Linked DNA regions of Bos taurus: region 1 is linked to region 2. Evidence: chromatin contacts called from public Hi-C data. All regions are on one chromosome and are shown on one strand. The core of a region is the stretch at or near the end of the contact, and the rest is flanking DNA. Distances in the headings are between cores, read along the strand shown. Region 1 holds the start of CDYL (chromodomain Y like). Region 2 holds the start of RPP40 (ribonuclease P/MRP subunit p40).

What was found. Hi-C and Micro-C count contacts between places; a contact is called where the count stands out from the background.
Region 1: a Hi-C map of skeletal muscle shows a contact between it and region 2, with 8 times the contacts expected there. The contact joins the promoter of CDYL here to the promoter of RPP40 in region 2. A contact is called at or near these places in 2 of 11 Hi-C or Micro-C datasets (liver and skeletal muscle).

What each region holds. Positions count from the first base shown.
Region 1 is chr23:49,682,373-49,685,072 of ARS-UCD2.0, reverse strand. It overlaps CDYL (chromodomain Y like), which reads left to right and starts at 1,336. Exons shown (of 7, transcript NM_001102223.2): 1 at 1,336-1,612. The coding sequence starts at 1,589.
Region 2 is chr23:49,544,636-49,547,335 of ARS-UCD2.0, reverse strand. RPP40 (ribonuclease P/MRP subunit p40) reads right to left here and starts at 1,303. Exons shown (of 8, transcript NM_001105402.2): 1 at 1,161-1,303. The coding sequence starts at 1,283.

The sequences.
Region 1 (2,700 bases), core at 87-2,586, 140 kb before region 2:
CTGGCGGTCGCCGGCCGTTTGGGGCAGTCGGGCCACGCAGCCTCTTCCTCGTTCCGCAACGATGGGGAGACATCCAGGGTCCCGGCAGGTGTGCCCAGGGGGCCGGTCCACGATGTCCCTCTCCCGCGGCGAGTGCAGGGGGAGCCTGCCCATCGCCGGTCACCGAGCTGTCCCCGCCGTCCCCACCCCGCCCCGCCCAGCAGAACCACGACTGACAGCCCCGTTCCCTTGGAACCCAGACTTTTCCCCGGAGCCCGGCCCCTCCTCCCAGCTCCTCTTCTGGGGAGGCGGGCGCTCTAGAGGAACAGGGAGGCCCGGCGCGGGGGAAGCTGCGGGCCGGGCGCAGGCGGCCGCGCCCTCGCGCCGCCCCGGCCCCCGCCCCCGCCCCCCAGCCTGCCGCCGAGCGGGCGCGCGCTCCGGCTCCGGGTCTTGGCAGCGGCCGCGGGGGAGGCGGGCACGTGGAGGGGCGGGGGCTCCACCTGGCCACGCTGCCGGCCCTCGGCTGGCTGGCCCGGCCCGGACGAGCTCGGCGCGCCACTGCCGTCGGGGCGGCGGGCTGCGGGCGCCGGGCGGCGTGGCCCCGAGCCCAACCTTGGGCCAGCCGGTGCCCACCCCCGTGCGAGCCGCGGCCTTCCGCCCCCCACGTCGAGGCGGGCGCGCGGCCGGGTCCGACCTCCGGGGGCCCCCGGGGCGAGCAGGCCACACCCCCTCAGGCCACGCCCGCCTACAGGCCCCGCCCTCGCGCGCCGCGGCCACGCCCCCACGTCGAGGCGGGCGCGCGGCCCAGCCCGACCTCCGGAGGTCCCTGGGGCGAGCTGTCCCCGCCCTCTCCCCGCCCCCGCGCGCCGCGGCCACGCCCCCCACGTCGAGGCGGGCGCACGGCCCGGCCCGACCTCCGGAGGGCCCTGGGGCGAGCAGGCCCCGCCTCCGCGCGCCGCGGCCACGCCCCCCACGTCGAGGCGGGCGCGCGGCCCGGCCCGACCTCGGAGGGCCCTGGGGCGAGCAGGCCCCGCCCCCGCCCGCGGCCCCGCCCCGCCTCAGGCCCCGCCCCTTCCTGCCCGCCCGCCTGGCCGCCGAGCCCCAGCGCGGCCCGCCGCTCCCCGCGCCGCCCCGCCCGCCTGCCGCCCCGCCTCGCCCCCCCCGCGCGGGCGGCCCGAAAACCCGGAGCGCGGCTCGGCCGGGCCGGGCAGCCGCACTGGGCATGCTCAGTAGCCGGGGCAGGTTTTTCGGCCGCAAGTAGGAAGCTTTCTGCACTACCGCGGAGAGGGGGAGCCGCGGAGCCCGCGCGCCGCCGTGCACCGCCGCCGCGCCCGCCCCAGCCCGGCCCGGCCCCGCGGCGGCGCGATGAGCCCAAGCCCCAGCCGGCCCGCCGCGGAGTGAGCGCGGCGCGGAGGGCGCGTTGCGCAGCTGCTCCTGCGCACCGACCCGGCCGGCGGCCCGCAGCGGCGGGAGTGAGCGCCCGCCCGCCCGGCGCCGCGCGGAGCAGGAAGCGCAGGCCACGCAGGGACCCGACTGGAACAAAGTGTGGGCCGCCGGCGGCTCGGCGCCTCGCCGGCCCTGCCCCGCGCCGCGCGCCCCGCCGCCCGCCATGGCCTCCGAGGAGCTGTACGAGGTAGCTCCCCTCCCCCGGCCCCCGCCCCGGCCGCGGGTTGCTGGACGGAAGCGCGCGCGCCCGAGTTTGCGGGCCGGGGGCGTCCCGGCCGCCGGGCCGAAGCGCGGACGGGGCCGGAGAGCCGGCGGCTGGGCGCGGGGGCGCCCGGCCGAGCGCTCCAGGGTGGGGGGCTCTCGCCTGCGTGGTTGGGGGGTGGGGGGGCGCGAGGACGAGTGCGACTGTCTCCCGACTCTGCTGCCGGCCCGAGCGCTGCCCGACACCGCGCCGAGAGGGCCGAGCGTTGACCGCATGCTCTAATTAGGTTTGGTATTGTGACCGGAGCCAGGAAATTTAAACCTAACGCGGATCCAACCGTCATTCATTTTTGCGCCGCGGTGGTGCGAGCTTCGAGAAGGGGGCTCCCGTCGGAACCGCGAGTTCTGGGCCGAGGGTTTGCCAGCGTCGACTTGGAGCGGTGCGGTTGTCGGTTTGGATCTCCAGGCGTGTCTTGTGCGCCCCGATGTAACTTCTTGACTCGTTGCAAAGTCGACTTCCTGGGGAGTGCAGACGCTTGGAGAGCACTCTGTGCTTTCGGGTGCGTGTTTGTAAATACAGCTTCGTAAGAGACTTCACTTGTAGATACTCGGTGGGTTCACCTCCGATGCGTTCAGAGACCTGGATGTTTAGGGACGTAAGGAAGCGTCTGTAACGGGTAGAGCTCCTTTGGCCCCCCGCGATCGCTTAATAACAACCGGCTGAGCCTTCCGAGGTGTCCTCGCTTGCCGGTGCGTTACCGCCCTTGGCACAGCATGCGGCTGTGTGTTGCCATCCGTGGTGGCCTTCTAGCAACTTTTTGTGCAAAAGTTCTCTGGAGGAGGCTGCCTTCCGTAGAATCCGTGGTCTGCCCCACATTGTACGTGGTCATTGTACCTTAGCTGGCACTGAAAGTGTGCCATTCTGTTCAAGTCCTTTACACATTGGCTGCCCCCTACTGTATTCACGATGCTGTCTTGGGTCATTTGGGTTCAGTCGTGTCCACTCTTTGCGACCCCGTGGACTGCAACCCGACCAGGCTCCTCTGTACATGGGATTCTCCAGGCAAGAATAGT
Region 2 (2,700 bases), core at 54-2,553:
ACAGGTTTCAAGCGGTGCCCGGCTGCTCCACACCTTGAAAAAGGCCACTCTCCCAAAGCGGGGACACTAACCGGGGTCGCCACTTGTGTCTGAGACACTGGCCAGTGAGGCCTGAGTTGGGATTAGGCTGATCAGCTTAAAAGTGTGAGGCTTCACGCGCTTCCATTTCAAGGTCTAGTCTGGAGCCCTCCCCACGTGCACGGGTCGGTGAAGCCTTCCCAGCAGACACTGCCCGGGAGTCAGCGCGTGTCTCCTCCTCTCAGCAGGTCCAGTCAGTAACCCCACTGACGCCTCAGCCGCGAAAAGGGCCCCGGGGCGGGCGACACTTCCAGAGAACACCAGCAAACATCGCTGCGGGCAAGGCCGCCGAGGCGAATTTCTGCCAAAAGCTGCCCAAATGCCTCCCTGGCGCTCTGGATGGACAAGGCGGAGAGCAGCGGGCAGAAGAAAAAGCTTTTCGGGGATCAAACTAGCCCCCGCAAGCCGTTTAGAGGAGCAAGCAGCTCCCGGACGTGTCTGGGCTCGCCGCTCCGGAGACACGCGCGGGCGCAAGAAGTCAGCGGCTGGGAAGGAGAGAGGCCGCCCCGCCCCGGCCCGTCTCCCGGCCCCGCCCCGTCTCCCGGCCCCGCCCCGTCTCCCGGCCCCGCCCCGTCTCCCGGCCCCGCCCCGTCTCCCGGCCCCGCCCCGTCTCCCGGCCCCGCCCCGTCTCCCGGCCCCGCCCCGTCTCCCGGCCCCGCCCCGTCTCCCGGCCCCGCCCCGTCTCCCGGCCCCGCCCCGTCTCCCGGCCCCGCCCCGCCTCCCGGCCCCGCCCCGCCTCCCGGCCCCGCCCCGCCTCCCGGCCCCGTCCCCGGGACGCAGCACGCCTGGGGCGGGGCCAGGCCACAGTAAGAGACTAGAGGCCCCGTGAACCCTGCCCCGCCCTCGACGGCGGAGCACCGCCCCGCACCGGTGCACCCTGGGACTTGTGGTCCTGAAGCGAGCTAACACACGAGCCTGGAACCACGGAGAGACTACAACTCCCAGCATGCCGAGCGAGGGGCCCCGCCCCGCCCCTCCGCGCGACGAGGGCGGGCTCCCGGAGCAGAGCCCGGTTCTCCCCCAGCCTCCCGCGCCCGCGGGAGGGAGGGTGCGCGATTCGCGGACCCAGGGCCAGGACTCACCCTGTAATTGTAATAGTGCGTCTCCACGAGATGCCGGTGGCGCGACTTGTCATGGCCGAAGTTGGACTTCTCGCAGACCAGCAGGTGCCGGGGCACCTCTCGCAGCCGGCGCAACGTGGCCATGCTCTGCCCGCGCAGACCCTCCAGGCTCGGCTCGCCCCGCCCCTTCCCTCTCCCCGCGGACGTGCGCAGTGCCGGCAGGGCGCACGTGCGGAGGCTGCCCGGATAGGGGCGGGGCTAGCGCTGGGGGCGGGGCTAGGCCTCCGGAACCTCAGCCGAAGCTCTCTGACGGATATAGGAAAGGTGCACTGCCCGGAATGAATTCCCTGGCCAGACTCCCTCCTCTGGGCCCCAGGTTGCCCCTTCCCAAACTGTCAAGGAGGTTTGTGTCTAATACCTTCAATAGGACTCCTTAAGAGTCCTTCAGAACCACTTTTAAGATTCTTTTAAAAATACCCTTTTGGGGAATTCTCTAGCCATCCAGGGGTTAGTATTCAGTGCTGGAGCCAGGGTTCAATCCCTGGTTGGGGCAATGAAGATCCCAGAAGTGGGCGCAACCAAAAAAAAAAGAAAGAAAGAAAAATAGCCTTTTGGAACCGCTTTTAATAATTTGTTGCTATTGGAAGTTACAGTGATAATTCGTTTTTCCATCTAATCTTTCTGACCAACTCCAAGTACTATACTACTACACACTTCTCAAACTGGAATCTGCACAGCCCAATTCTATGCAGAGAGAAGGCACAACAATAGAATATTTGTGGTACAACGTTCTGGAGCATCAATTTTACTATAAGATTTGGAAGAAGAGAAGTTAAATAATTTAGAAGATGCATGGATGCATGAGTACTCAGTCATGTCCAACTCTTTTGCGACCCCATGGACTGTAGCCTGCCAGGCTCCTCTGTCCGTGGGATTTCCCAGTCAAGAATACTGGAGTGGCCATTGCTTTCTCCAGGGGATCTTCCTGACCCAGGGATCGAACCCACATCTCTTGAATTGTAGGTGGACTCTTTACCACTAAGCCACCTGGAAAGCCCAATTTAGAAGATAAGTATGTGCAAGTCTGGGCTTCCCAAGTGGTGCTAGTGCCAGTTTAAGGTGGGTTTGCAGAAGACAGCAGGTGTTCAGCCCGAAGGCCTCGCTCCCCGTCTGCGCTCCAGCTCGTGAGGAGGGCAGAGGAGCCACCGCCCTCCTGTTGGGCCTGGATCAGGCTCCTCCTGAAGCTGGGGCTCTAGCCCTTGTGTGCTCCGGGCCTGTAGGGCACAGCCCCTCGGGCTGGACAGGGCTCCGTCCAGGCTCAGCGATTCCAGCACTCTGGACAGCTCCATTTTCCTCCAGGTGTCAGGGGGTGGAGTTTGGGATCAGGACCCTGTCCCGCGTGTGCAGAGGACTCGGGGGCCTGCAAACAAGCTGACTCACAAGGAGCTCTGAAGAGTGCTGCCCACCGTGGCTGGTGGTCTCATCTCTCCCACGGCTGAACCGTCGAGAGACACAGGGTCTCCAACCAGAGGCACAACCTGAGCCTGGGGGGCTGCAGAGC